Regions from separate parts of the Hordeum vulgare genome. Here region 1 is linked to region 2. A link is a contact called in public Hi-C data. All regions are on one chromosome and are shown on one strand. The core of a region is the stretch at or near the end of the contact, and the rest is flanking DNA. Distances in the headings are between cores, read along the strand shown. Region 1 holds the start of LOC123451169. Region 2 has its middle 18 kb from the start of LOC123451168.

Region 1 (7,752 bases), core at 2,483-4,982, 770 kb before region 2:
TACTTTGTAATTTTCGTGATCATTTTTTAAATTCCCTCATCATTTTTTAAAATTCCTTATTTTATCAAAATTCGTGAAATATTTCCAAGTTCTCGAATATTTTTGGAAAAAATGGTTTAATCCATCACAAATCGTAGCAGGTTTTTTCTGTTAGCGAACAACCGTTGATATTTGTAGAGCGGGTGTCATGATAAGAAAAAATGCAGCGTACGAGTGAGCGACGGGCCCGTCCCATAGGGTGTCGCTCCGATAGCAAGACATGCATTTTGTGACTCAAGTATCGAGCTATATGCCATGAAGAACTGAGCGGGGGGCACATAAAATCTTCAAGAGTTCTACTATTCCTTTCTCAACTAAAAACATGCTATTAATTAAAAGACCTCTTCAAATCCATAAAACATGACGCATAAATTGCATGCATTGATTCTTCAATTAATAGATGAAGTCTAATTAATACGCATGCAACTAATACTACTGTAATGTGCCTTAGCGTTTTGAGATTATTTGATTTTTATAAGATGCCTAATACACCGAGACGGAGGGAGTATTTTCTTTGCCGACATCTAATGCTGATCGTAGTTTTGTCAAAATAAAATTAGTCTCATTCTTTTTGGGCGGTGCCATGAACTTAGAGAATTTTGTGCCTCACACAACTGCCATGAAGTTAGAGAGTTTTGTGCCTCACACATCCAATAGTTCGGAGTTGATGAGTTTAGCGTGTCAAGTTTTTTTTTTTTTTTGGTACGATTCTTTGTGAAGTTGAAATTTCATGGACACCATGATGATGATATTTTGATTCGACAGCATGAACGATGATATTTTGATTCGACAGCATGAACTTCTAGAAGATCATCCCCGGGCAAGTAGATACATGGCATGCACAACATGTATCTACACGCCGCTGATCACCTCCTGATCCCAGGTAAATATATGTTCCATCCTTGCACTGATCTGTAAAGTTCACAAACATACGCTTATCTCTGAGTTATTGCCGCATTTTGTGAGCCATGTCAGGATCACCGAGCTGTGTTGGACTCTGAAACAGTGGAGACAGAATTGTGACATGGCAAAATTGTAGCTACTCCCTTTCCTTTATACGTACTAAGTAGACTGCAGCTAGCTAGCTAGCACTTTTCGTGAGCACTTACAAGCATGCATCCGTGCAGTCGATTGCAAAAGCCAAAGTAGGTATACACACATTCTCGCTCGATCAAACACTAGTACGTACCCCAGTACGAGACACCATTTCCACAAAACCGTAGTATTTACTTCACGCCCGCCTAATTAATGGTGACAGTGCAAGAGAATTGAGACGCTTTAATTCTCCTCGGAGCTGGAGTTGCAACTAGGGGCGGGTGGTGGCGCTGACGGGCAGGTAGACGTAGTGGCCTGCGCCAGCTTCTTGAGCTTGGCGATGATGGTGACGAGCTTGTTGTCGAGCCGGCTGACGATGCACCGGGGCAGCCACCCGGCCGCCGGGTCAAGCTGTACGACGTAGGTGACGATGCAGGACTCGACGCCGTCGTGGTCGGCGTCCAGCTTCTCGACGACCCACCCCGACTGCAGGAGCAGGCCCCGGCCGACGGAGCTCCGGCCCTTGGAGTCCCGTGGCAGAAGGCCCGCCGCGATCTCCTTGGGCAGCGACGCCACGGCCACCACCAGCGTGCCGTCGTCCATCGTCTGCCGTCGCTCGTACACGACGAGGTCGCGGCGGCGGAAGAGGCCACCCGCCGGCCGCTTCGAGGTGTCGCCGAACTTGAGGTGGATGATGCTCAGGTCCTCGCCCAGCTCCTTGATGTACGTCGCGTCAACCAGGTCAGACTCCCACTGCTGCACGTGATAACAGCAACAGCACATTGGATTGGTAAAATGCTCACTGGAGGATATTTTTTTGTATAGTGAACTCCAGCTAAGCGTAACTAGTTGGCAGGGTTAATAATGCAATGTTAGCGGACTAGCCTTTCTTGTGAGGAATATCAGAACAGTAGCTACATCCAAAACGGTAGAAGCTCAGTCTACCAGATGAGGGAGGAACAGGACCAATGGACCATCCGAACATGCATGGTGGGCAACCTAGCGCCATGATCACCGAGTGGTGTACTTAAAGAGGTTAGGTAGGAGTATTGATATTTTGCACCCAGCCTAGTTACATAACTTTCGAGTCAAAGAATGGCCACTGCACGTTCGTCTGTCCTATGCATCTTATTTTGTTTGCGTATATGCAAATTCACGGTTCGACTGTACTCTAAAAATATCACATGCCTTCCTTGTAGGCCTAAAAACAAAGTTACCACTAATATCGGCACTTTCAAGGGTTTGGATATCCAGTTCCTAAGTTTGCTGTTTAATTCCATTTTATTCTGTATAGTTGGAAGGAAGATGCATCTGGCTCCACATGCGCGTGGGCGTGGCCATATGGGGCGGCCATGCATGTCTGCATGCGATTGCCACCGATTAATCACAGATTGCACACATGCATGCATCTAGTTAATCATCCTCGTATGGCGTGCTCTCTGCTCGCTCTGGGATCTCGAGGTCAAATGATTTGGCTCGTACTTGTGGGCTCGCAAACTCTCGCGTGCCCGCTCGCTTGCAGCTGCTCCATGTCAGATAGTGGTAAAATAAGTGCAGTACGCACCCACAGAATCAATTACTGCCCCCCTTCACGGTTGGCCTGTGCAACGCTAGGCAGGCTGCGAATGGAATTCGGTCACGGGTGTATCAATACATAGACATGCATGTGTTGTTGGGTCGGCAAGTCACGCGACGCGTTACCGTCACCTCCGTGACCAATTAAAGCGGTCATAACTTGTCCAGCTAGTCGAGCCAGCCAGCTGCTGCCAAAGTGGCTCCGAGACTACCATCCCAGTGGTACTACTACCCAGACTAACCCATCATTATTGATAAAATAAGTACACTTCTGCTGGTTCGTGAGCCCAAATCACACACAGCGAATTCTCTGAAAACAGTTACTGTAATACTGTAGTATACAGAAGAAGAAAGAAGAAGAAAAGGAAATGAAGATTTCATATGCGTTACCTTTGCTGCGTCGACGGCGTTGGCGACGGCCATGAACTGCTCCGGCGAGACGGCGTAGAGCAGCCACCGGCTCCGGAACATCTGCCCCGTCCCCGACCGCCGCTTCGCTATCTCCACGCCGTTGCAGTACGCCAGCGTCTGCCACCCGCCGTCCTCCTCGTCGCCGCCTCCTCCCCCGCCGCGTCCGGCGCCGCCCGAGTCCGACGCCGCGAGCAGCTCCTGGATGCAGCTCTCGCTAGCGTAGCTCACGTACCTCCTCAAAGAATCCTCACTTATGGACCTACAAACAAATTAATTACAAGCCGCAAAACACGATCAGGCCTGACCTTCTTGTGATCAGAACTGAAGATCACGATACACTACTACTTGCTGACAAACTAAGAAGCAAAACGGGAGCACATATGTCAACTGATTAGCATTAGCAATCACGTACCATGACCTCGAGCAGACCGAAGGGGAGGAAGATGTGGGGGAGCTGCCATTGCTCATGCTTCTTCTTCTTCTTCTTGTCACGAACGAAGTTTGTGCTTGTGCCTAGGATGATGATGTTTTGAGATGAGGAAGAGAAATGGATGGGCAGGTATAACTATTAGGCTTTCTGGTCGATGAGATGGCCGAGCTATGTAGCTAGCGAGGCTGTATTAGCCTAGATGGAGCAGGTTTAGCTTTTATATATGGAGAGACTGGGGTTGGAGAGGCGAGGTTTTATGACGGAGAGGCAGGAAGAGTGAGTAGGAAACGGAGGTGGAGCCACATGCAGTGATCGGGGCACATGGAGATGCCAGTGACAGAGAGGGCGGTGGCCGGCCGGTGGTGGCTCTGCTCTGCCCTCCGCCATACACCACAGGGTAAAATAAAGACAAAAGGGCACTAGAAAAAACGCAAATATTTCTGTACTTTGCTCTCCATCATGCTAGTACCAGTATTTCTTTTGCTACTACCTAGGAACTTGGAACTTTACAGCATGTAACTTGATGAAGAGTTGTTGCATGTACATCACTAATTTGCCTAGTGCAATATGTGGAGTACAATGTTCAGAAAGTCTTGATTTGCACCAGAGTTGTTTGTAAGGTGATTTAGTGGTTGCATTTTAGCTGTGTATTTGATTAACTCTAGAGCAGTGCAAATGCTAAAGGTGGTGGTAAGGATATATGCTTTTCCTTTGGAGTTTGGAGACCATCACAATAAAGAGACGAAGAAGCAAAGGTAGATGCCGGGGGAAGGTTTCTGCACATGGCATGTTGGCAGGACTGCTCTACAAAGGAAAGAATTGTGGGCTTTAAGAGACTGATTTAATTATGGTTAAGTGAGGTTAAAGTTGTGAATCAAAGGAGAGGTTAGAGGATTGCTTTTGGGGCGCTTGTCCTTCTTTCCTGTGGGGTTTGGGGGCTATGATATGCTCTCATTGCCTATACATGTGCCAACCAAGCTCCACGTCGGAGCCAAGAGGACCATCGTGACCCTTTCTGTCAACTAGAATTGGTTGTGATATTCAAAGGGGTACTTAGGAAGTAGTAGGTGCCACATTTAGTAGCTCCCGACGTGGAAGAGGTGAAATGTGATAAAATGTGCAGGCTGGCAGATCAGAGTTGCCATGAGAAAATAAGTTTGTCAAATCTAGACCAGATTTTGGTTGTTTAACCTGTTGGGACATAAGAAAGAGCTTATGCACTATAAGTTACTTTGCTTGTTTTGGAGTAAGCTCGTTCTCATGTCCCATCAAAGGAATGATACTCCCTCCGTCCCAAAATAAATGACTCGATAGTGACTCAACTTTATACTTATTAAAGTTAGTATAAAATTGAATCATTTTTAAGTCATTTATTTTGGGACGGAGGAAGTATTACTTAGGACACCAATAACGCGTTGACGTTCCGTTAGAGAGGTCACCGAATGAACGAAAGTTCCCTACAAAAGGCTTGTTTGAGCTAACAACATCATCCCGGAGTGTTCCCTAGAAAAACTACTCTCACTGAACGCTCGTGAATTGCCATGCTATAATAGATCCATTTGTCATGCTATTGCAGACAGATTTGCCATGTTGAAAAAAAGGCATGCTAGCAGAAAAATTGTCGGGAATTTGCCATATCGTGGCAGAGTAAATTGCCATGCATACCGGAGATTTTCACATGACAATTTTTTTTTGCCACCTAGAGTATGAGAAATTTGCCACAAAATGACAATGATTTGCCATGTTACAAGAAGATAAATGACATGATATAACATAGAGATTTGTGATGCTGCAGAAAAGAATTGACACGCGTGTCTTCAGGAATTTGCCATGCTGCGTACGAAGAACTGCCATCCTACAAATATAAATTACCAAGATGCTAATATAGGGAAAAAAAGTTCCCTCACAAAGTGGCAACGGAGCGAAAGATTGCGTTTTGCCCAGGCCTTCCCTCCCAATGGTCTTCTCATCGAACACGCTGTGATTTGTGCAAGAAGATCGGGCAGGCCACATGGTGTTTGCTTGGATTTTGTTGGGAGCTGACATCAGTTCGTCAACATTTAGGACTGTATTTGATGATGGAAAATCTGCTATCAGAGCTTCAATAGTCTTCTGGAATCAACCCGAAGGCACTGGGTATTTTCCTTTTGAAAAGGAAAAAAGGTCCTTCAACCAAACAACGATGACAAAGGAAAGAATGATAGTGTTGCGCATCCACTCACAATGACATATAGAGAGGAGGTGAGTGAGAGGAATTTGGTGTGATGGTCGTCTCCCTTGAGGTGGATCGAAGAAGATAAATGTCAATGGACGACCAACGCGGAAACTACATGAACCATATTTTTCATGATTTGGATGGGTACATTTTTTTGTTGGCTTTACCCAATTTAAAAGTTACATAGTTTACCTATTTGTCATGATCTTGTGACATATTATTATTATTATTATTATTATTATTATTAGCTCAAGCTTTTTTTTGTGGAAGATTAATTTGCTCAATCTGAGAATCGATCCATTTATTAGGATGGCCGAGTAGCTGATTGGCAGGACAACTAAGTGCTTATTTGTTTGGGTGTACTAAAATATGTTAAACTTTCTGAAAGTTTAAGAAATTATGTCAAATTATGCTGAACAATGCGGCTTGTGACACCACATTATTCATGTGCTATGTTGGATACGACCATAATGCATATGTAAATTCTCTAGTGGGCATCTAGCAGATATCCTGTCATGAGAGTTTGGCTTGTTAATTAGTTTGATAAAGATAATAAGATAAGTTAAAACCCGTTGGAGTGAAAATGTAAAGTATGGCTTGATTTTAGGAATAGGATATTGTTTTTCACTATTTTTCCACAAGTAAACGATCTACGACGGTGTGCCTTGTTTATTTTAACCGTGAAATTGGGATGACCAACCCACAAAATAACTAAAAAAATAGCATACCTCTCATCGTCATAATAACCGTTAATTTGATTATTTTGGTTAAGGCTGCTCTAGCAGAGTCGCCGTCCCATTAAGGATCATCATAATATAAAGTCATCCCCCACCTCGACAACTACACGTGGCAGGAATAAGACAAAGACGAGGTCACCCTCTCAGCACTCCAGCATGAACCGTGTAGGAGCGTCACATAAGGATGTGCCCTCGTGCATAACATCCAACATCGAAGTGATGGACTCAAAATCAAGCTAGGATGCTAAAGCGACAAATTTTAACACCCATGATATGAAAATGTCGCTAACCGACTTTTCACGCTCTATGTAATCACTTTGTATACAACATTTGGTCAATTTAACTAATTAAGCGTTCAATTCCTAAAATATAGTTGATGTCATTTGAGTTTGTGTGTCGTCTTGGCAGCCTCTATATATTATGGAGCACATTTCACATGGACAACTCTAATATTAGAGTTGCTATTAAGGCCCCTCCCAGTGCTTCATTTTCTACAGATTCTAAGCATGCCACGCAGGCGAAAAATCTGTTGTAGCAAGGTAAGTAAGAGGAGAGAGATGAGTGTGGTGATCCCAGGGAAAAACAATGTCAAGCATGTGGACCTAGGCAAAACGCTTAAATGAAAGAAACCCACGAGTGCATGAAGAAGTTTGCTTGCTCAATCATTTAATGGAGCATGTTTAGCTACAACAAGTTAAGCAACTATGCATTAGGGACTTTAGTTGCTAAACTCTTTAATGTGCTTAGCACCTTATCTTAGCACCAATATATTGGAAGTGGCCTTAAGGGCTTATGGAACACATTTCACACGGACAACTCTAGAGTTGATCTTAAGGCCCCTCCCAATGCTCCATCTTCTACAGGTGCTAAGCATGCCACACAGGCGAAAAACCTGATGTAGCAAGGTAAGTAAGAGGAGAGAGATGAGTGTGGTGATCCCAGGGAAAAACAATGTCAAGCATGTGGACCTAGGGAAAACACTTAAATGACAAAAAACACCAATGCATGAAGAACGTTGCTTGCTCAATCATTTATGAAGCATGTTTAGCTACAACAAGTTAAACACCTATGCATTAAAAACTTTAGTTGCTAAACACTTTAATGTGCTTAGCACCTTGTCTTAACAGCCATACATTGAAGTGGCCTTAAGGGTCAGTTCTTTTGCAGCTTCTACTAGCTTATTAGCAAAATAAGCCAAAAACTCAAAAGAACTCGTTTTCAAGAAGCTAGCTTAGTTTATTTCCATCTCCCTCTTCTTCACAATGAAAAAAACTGGGGGAGAGTGGCTTCCCACATCTTCTGATTTAAAT
Region 2 (7,615 bases), core at 2,707-5,206:
AGTCAACGGACGGAGATGAAAGGGAAACGACGCGAGGGGCGCCTAGCCTCGCTGTACAGTATGTACGTACGAAAAAATCAACACACGAGGTTTGTCCCGTGCCCCGTATCCAGGCATCTCTCAGCGGAATTGAAACGTCAAACGTAACTTGGACATGGACGTGGCTGCTGGGTGTACATGGTATGATGTATAGTACGACCAGAAAACTCTGCTGCTCGTGTCAACACAAAAGAAAAGAAAAAACTCTACTGCTGGCGGGTCTGCTCTAACCAATTCCAACCGTTTGTGCGGTGGTGCGGCTGTGCCGGCAGTCATCAACTCATCGTGGCTCCGCTCGATAAAAACGCGTATGGGCGGCGACGTGAGTTGCACCGGCCGGCCGGTTTGTGTAGTTCACCGGCCACTAGGGCCAGGCCACCGTGACGCCACGACGGACTGTTCGGCTTGCCTAATCGGATCGGGGTCACGAGAGCTTAGCTGCTCACTTTTCTCACTATAAACTACTCCATCCATTTTAAAATACTAACTGTCTCAACTTTATACTCCCTTCGTTTTTAAATATAAGATCTTTTAGAAATTATAGTATGGACTATATACGGATGTATATAGACATATTTTAGAGTATAGATTCACTCATTTTGTTTCGTATGTAGTCTATAGTGTAATCTCTAAAAGGTGTTATATTTAGGAACGGAGGGAGTACTAGTTATAGTATAAATTTATACTAAGTTTAAGACATTTATTTTGAAATGGAGGGAGTACTAACTCTTCCGGTAGGCGGTCGTCATGATCCATCGGCAGTTAATCCTAATCATGGCTGGATCGGCTTCATATCATGCTGAGTCCTGCGGTTAACCAACGGAATTATTACCACCTCTGAGATCTGACAATGTTATTCTCCTGAAGCAAGGCTCTCACTGCCTTCAGTCTGCGACGGGGCAGCGTGCTTCTAGAAGGCGAAGCAGTGGACTGCTTCAACATCTTCCAAAAGGAAAAGTACTCGCTGGTGACTAGAGTGCTTCAGCAGGATAGACGGCTGAATCCTGAATCTCATGTGGCGCGAGTCTGCCTGCACGATTTTTCCGCGCAAAAGATGAGCTTTCCCAGGCGATGCACATGCCCTGCCTTTGCTTGGGAGTGGTGGATTGATAGATGATTAAAATTTAGACTGCAAGCTACTACCTTCTTCCTAAATATAAGTTTTTTAAAATAATTTATTACTCCCTTCATTTTTAAATATAAGTCTTTTTAAAGGTTTCACTAGAAGACTATATATGAATGTATATATACATACTTTAAAGTGTAGATTCATTCATATTGCTTCGTATGTAGTCCCTTGATGAAATATCTTCTAAAAGAATTATATTTAAGAACGGAGGAAGTATATAAGTACATACAGAATAAAATGAATAAATCTATATCCTAAAATATGTCTATATACATCTGTATACATGCGTTGTCTTTGCTTGGGAGTAGTGAATTGGTAGATGGCAGAAATTCAGGCTGCAAGCTAGCTGAGTACTGGTCGCCGTCAGTTATGCAGAGGCAGCCATCGATCCATGAACGGCGAAGGAAGAACGGCAGCACAGCTCCGGGCCGCCGCCGCAGCCAGGCATGGTGGACACGCAGAGTTTGCTTGCATTCCCCTCCAAGTAAAGCCTGCGCTTCCGGCACCGCGCTGAATCTGTAGACTGTAGCCGCCACACCAGCAATCCGTCAGCCGGCCGGGGACGAGTTCAACAGCCATGGCTTTGCCGCGCGGCTGCCTACGGGAAGGGACGGAGAAGTTGACGGGACGTGGCGGGCAGGAACGGCCCACGTCCGCCACCCACGCGCGACGTAAGCACAGTACGTGACATCGCGGGGGGGGCGCAAAAGTCCTGCTTGGCATCCGCATCCCGGGATAAGGAAGCCACGTCGGCCGGCTGAGCTGTGGGCGGCGCCGTGGGAAGGCGCTAACAAAATGATGGGCTTGGATCACTAAAATACTCACACGATGTCGCCTCCGAAAAGAAAAAGGAAGCTCACATGTCACATGATGCTGATCGATCCTACATCGAATTACTCCTCCATTTTCTTTATTCATTTAGGTTCGTGAGATACAGATGATTGGTTGGGTCTCTTTCATTTGATGTGTTGGACATGGTTTTGGAAATACGGGTGCATGCACGTTCCATATGAACGATAGAATAAAATAAAAATGTAAAACACATATTTTGAAGCAGTAATTGTAACATGAATCGCTGAAGTGCTTTACTTATGTGCAAAGTATTCTATCACAAAAAAAAACAATGTCTGGAATAGTTTGTCAAGTTCTTTAACCTTAAACTTAAGAGTTGTTTGATTTTTAGTTATTATTGTGTGGTGTCATGTCATGTGTGTCAATTAATAGAGATCCAGACTCAAAATGATATAAATTTATAGAGATCCTTCCGAACGAAAAACCTTGATGCATGACCCTACTCTCTTTTTTCAGATTTAATAATATATGTATGCATGACCCTATTTTTTTGTTGAGAGATAACGATGCATGACCCTCCTAAGCCGCTTATGCTATTTCTAGCCTTATTCAAGCCGTAATAAGTACCGCCTACATGATGACGCTACTGTGTTTATCATATTTTCACTGTTTGGGGTCGGTTGTCTTCTAATTTCTTTGGTTTTTCTTTGGCTTTCTTCGTCTTTTCTTTTCTTTTTCTTTAGTTTTCTTCAGGTTTATTTTTCTTTATCGTTTTCAACCGTTTTCTTTGCCTTTTCTATTTTTCTATTTTTTATTTTTTATACAACATGTGTCTACTTTTCAAACTATTTGTACATTTTTGCATACATCTATAACTTTTTTAATACAAATTTCATTCTTTCTAATATATGTTTTGATGTCCACGTCTGCGTATATCTTGCACACTTTTGTATACATATAAAACATTGTTATACACGTTTATCATTTTTCAAATACATGATAAAATGTTTTCAAACTACTTGGTTTGAAGATTTGCTTGAATACATGTTAAAGGTATTTTGAATATAAGTTGATTGTTTTGGACGATGGGTAACTTTTTAAAGCATGCGCACAATTTCTTAAATACAAACATTATTTAGAATGTCACAAACATATTTGTGAGACGTGGTCATTTTTAATGCAATTTCAATTTTTTTATTGGTATGGATTATTAATTTTATTTACATGAATATATTTTTACATTTTATAACAACTTGGCAAAATGTTGTCCACATTTTTTTGGAATACTCGATCTTTTTATAAATGGCACTTTTTAAAAATTGTAAAAACATTTTCTATGAGCTGATAAAACAACTTTATATATGTGCGATCAATACTTTGAAAATAAACAAAATTATATTTTCTAATATAAATAAATATTTCTAATTACAAATAGAAGTAAAAAAACACGTACTCCTACTAAATATGTCCACTATGCAAGGTAGCTAAACAAGTACAGTAGCACAAGAAAAGCAAAAACGTACTTCAACAACAAAAGTGCTATTATGAACTCGAGCTCACATGCTCTCAGATGAACAGTAAAATCCCCAAAATAGTAAAACAAATTAAAAAACTGAAATCTTGTGGTAAGAAACATTGATATTTTTCTTACGTGCATGAAAAAATTTCATAACGGAATCACATTTCTGAAGATGTGGACAAGAAAACAAAAATTATGCTCCTAAATGCTTCCAGAAACACTTTTTTTAAGCATTGATTTTTTATTTTTTTGCCCACAGGTCCAAAAAATTTGATTTCACCATGAAATTTTGCACGCATGTAGAAAAAATATCAATATTTCATGTCCTAAAATATCAGATTTTTTTGATTTGTTTACTATGTTTACCAATTTTACTGTTTATCCGGGATTATGTAAGCTCGAGCTCACATACGCCATGTCCGTTCAACAAGAGCTTTTTGTAGGGGTACTTCAACAAGAGTTGAGCGCACATAGACAAAAAGCTTTATACTGGGCCGGCCCACTTGTGAGTGCACCGTAGGCGAGCGCTACCTATGGCTCGCACTAGGTGAGGAGAGCTCCTAGTGGCAAAACCTATTTGGCGTCACAAGCATCCGTTGCAATGCAATTTTGCAAACGAGCGCCTGCAGCATCCCCGCGTTGGGCCGGCCATGTTAGGATGAGTCAAAGAAAGAAACAAGAGGTGACGTACAGTGCGGGGTGAGGAGTCGCTTTCCCCGGCTGCTTTCCTCCTTTCTTTCTTTTTTCTTTTTCATTTTCTTTGACCCGGTTCATCGATATTTTTTCTTTGAACTGGTACAACGATTTGAAAAGAGTTCACCAATTTTTTCGTTTGTTTTTCTAAATGATGAACTATTTTCATATATTTGAACTTTTTCAAATTTGATGTTTTATTTGCAATTTTGAGGAACTTTTTTCCAAAATCTATGAACTGTTTTTCAAATTTGATGAACCTTTTTCCAAAATCTATGAACTTTTTTCACATTCAATAAAGTTTTTTTCCAAAATCGGTGAACTTTTTTCAAAATTGATGAACATTTTCCAAAAGTCGATGATTAGTTTTCGAAAATTGGAAAAACTTTTTTGGCGCTTCAGGCGCAAACTAAGGCATCCGGCGCTCCCAACCGCCAAATCATGGGCCGCTCCATGTGGCGAGCACTCTACTCGCCCGGCCTGACATTCGCTCGCTCGTCGTGGTTGACCAATTGAGTGGTCAACTATTGACTTTAATAAGAAAGAAGAAAAAAAATCATGGATTTAAAAAAGATCAACGAATTTTTATAAAGCCAATCGTATTTTTCAAAAAGTCCATTTAAATTTTAGAAAAGTTCATCAATTTTGAAAAAAGGTCAGCGATTTTGAAAAAAGTTCACTGATTTTGGCAAACATTTCATCGAATTTGAAAACAGTTCATCAAATGAAGAGCAGTTCACCGATTTTGGAAAAAGATCATTGAATTTGGGAAAAAACATCAAATTTGAAAAAAGTTCAAAAATTGAAAATAGTTCAACATTAAAAAAATAAAATAAAAAAATTGATGAAATCTTTTCAAATCGTTGTACCCGTTCAAAGAAGAAAAAAAGAAGAAAAATCGATGAACCAGGTCAAAGAAAAAAATAAGAAAAAGAAAGAAAGGAGGAAAGCAGCCGGGGAAAGCGACCCCTCATACCGTGTTGTACGTCACCTCTCGTTTCTTCCTTTGACTCATCCTAGATGGGCCGGCTTGACGCGGGGATGTTGCACGTGCCGTTTGCAAAATTGCATTGCAACGGAAGCCTGTGGCATCAAATATGTTTTGCCCTAGGTCAGACGGGACCTCCTATGAGCCGTTCGTTGCGGGTGACTACCAAGCGGACGCATGGGGCGCGCCGCTGGGTCGGCCCAGTTTATTTTTGGCTTAACAAAATCTGATAATTTTTATTTTTGCTTTTCTTTCTCTTCCTTTTTTGCTTTTCTGATTATTTCCTTTCTTATTTTTCTTCGTATTTTTTCTATTTAGTTTGTCAGTTCGTATTTGAAGCAAAAAATAATCGAATTTGCAGATTTTTTTTGAAAATACAGAACCTTTTTTTGAAATTTCAGAACATTTTTTTTAATTTTTGAAAAGCCAATGTTTGAAACTTTGGACATTTTCTAAAAGCAAGAACATTTATTTATTTTGAACACGGACTTAGTTTCAAAATTGAACTCGGAGTTTGTTTAAAAATCAAACTAAATTTTAAAATTTTGATGTTTTTCTGAAAATTCAAATAATGTCGAAAATACTGAATGTTTTCTTAAAGTATTGATTTTTTTTAAAAATACTAAACATTTTTGGAAAATCCCAACATTTTCCAAAGTTTTTTTTTGAAAAATGTAACTATTTGAAATTTAGCACATTTCTTTAATAATAAAAATCATTTTCGGAATTTGAAGAACTTTTTCTGACAATCACAATTTTTTTATGAATTTATGAATGCTTTTAGAAGACAACAACTAATTGGAATTTAGAACTTTTTAAAAAAGGAAAGACATCGTTTGAATTTGAAGAATAGTTTTGAAATCCAGAACTTTTTTTGGAAAATACAGGCATTTGTCAAATTTATGAACAAAGTGTAAAATTGACATTTTTTAAAGTTGGAACATTTTTTAAAAGCAATTTTTTTTCAAAATTTAAGAACAGTTTTCGAACAAGAACTTATTTTAAAATTGAACAAATTTTGATGTTTCGAACACTTTCTGAAAATACTAGAAAAATTGAAAATGGCAAACATTTTCTTAAAAATAGAGTTTGTTTTAAAGTACCGAATAAATTTTGAAGTTATGAATGTTTTTATAAAATGGCAACTATTTAGAATTTAGAATACTTTTATAAAATCAAATATAATTTTGTATTTGTAGAAAGATATTGAAAATTCAGAACATTTTTTGAAACAGAAACAAAAAAGAAAAAAAAATAAAAAAGGAAAAAAAGAAATCCTGTTCACGGAACCTTTTGGAAGTTTCTTAAGCTGGAAAAATACGGCTGTAAACCATTAGAATGTTCTCAAAACCACGATCAGTGCAAAGCGCTAATGGGAGAGCTCATTTAAATCGCTCGCCTCCCTTCTATGTGCGCTTGTTTGATACTTTGATGCAACGAGCGTCAAATAGGATATTCCAGGTGAGACTCGGATGCACTGACATGTCCACTACCAAGCAGAAATGAGCCAGCACCATTCAACAACTTTTGAACTTCCGTTTTTTTTTTGTTCCTGCTGTTTTTTACTAGATAGTTGTTTGTGCGGTGAAACGAGAGTATAAACAATCTAATAGATTAGTCAGCGACTACACGTATACAGTTACATTGATGTGCTAAAATTTTAACAAGTTTGGTAAGAATTTATTCACATACCAATTTTTTATGAGAATTTAATGAAACGTGGGATGGTTGATTCCATTATAAAGAAAGTTGACTGGAGAAAAATGCAAGATGAAAGAAAAAAAATCAAAGATGACAACGGCAGAGGTGGTGGTGGTGGTGGTGTGTGTGTGGGGGGGGGGGGGGTCATTAAGAACAGGTTGGACGAACAAGAGGTGAAATGGGAACCTCATATTCTTTTGAAGTAGTATAATAATATAACATTTTTGTTTTTGTTTTTTTACTTTAGTTCGTTTTTTCTGATTTGAAAAAGTAGTCATTGGGTGTTATTCCTTTTTTTGTTTTGCGAAGAGTCATTGGGTGTTATTCTTGTTTTTGTTTTTTGAAGAGTCATTGGGTGTTATTCTGTTCAGTTTTTTTATGTGTTTGGTGTGTAGTTTAATATAGTTTCATGTATATTAAAAATAGTCAACATATATTTAAAAATCATTCACTGTACATGAAATAAAGTTCAATGCATATTAGGAAAAAATCACCGTACATTAAAAAAGTTCAGTCTTTACGGAAACAAATGCTTTCCGTATGTGAAAGGAAATTGACTGTATATATACTAAATTTTTAGCATGTATTACGAATAGTTTGTCCTGCACTAAAAGAGTTCTGTTTGTTTTACAAAAGTTCATCGTATATCAAATATAGAAAGCTCGTCATTACATTTAAGGCAATCTCTTTAAGAAAAATATACTCAAATTATACCATATGGAAGAAACCTTTACATTATAGAAACATATAAAAA

What was found. Hi-C and Micro-C count contacts between places; a contact is called where the count stands out from the background.
Region 1: a contact with region 2 is called in a Hi-C map of seedling, with 5 times the contacts expected there. The contact joins the promoter of LOC123451169 here to the enhancer-like site in region 2. A contact is called at or near these places in 2 of 6 Hi-C or Micro-C datasets (leaf and seedling).

What each region holds. Positions count from the first base shown.
Region 1 is chr4H:50,517,832-50,525,583 of MorexV3_pseudomolecules_assembly, reverse strand. LOC123451169 reads right to left here and starts at 3,732. Exons shown (of 3, transcript XM_045128181.1): 1 at 3,473-3,732; 2 at 3,040-3,319; 3 at 1,046-1,830. The coding sequence starts at 3,528. The coding sequence ends at 1,318.
Region 2 is chr4H:49,751,337-49,758,951 of MorexV3_pseudomolecules_assembly, reverse strand. No RefSeq gene overlaps it. Among protein-coding and RNA genes, the nearest start is that of LOC123451168, 18 kb to the left of the region's middle. Within about 2 kb of position 3,956, at least 3 of the 3 cell types and tissues checked have open chromatin away from gene starts, as enhancers often do. A contact at or near this core is called in leaf and seedling, where this site is marked.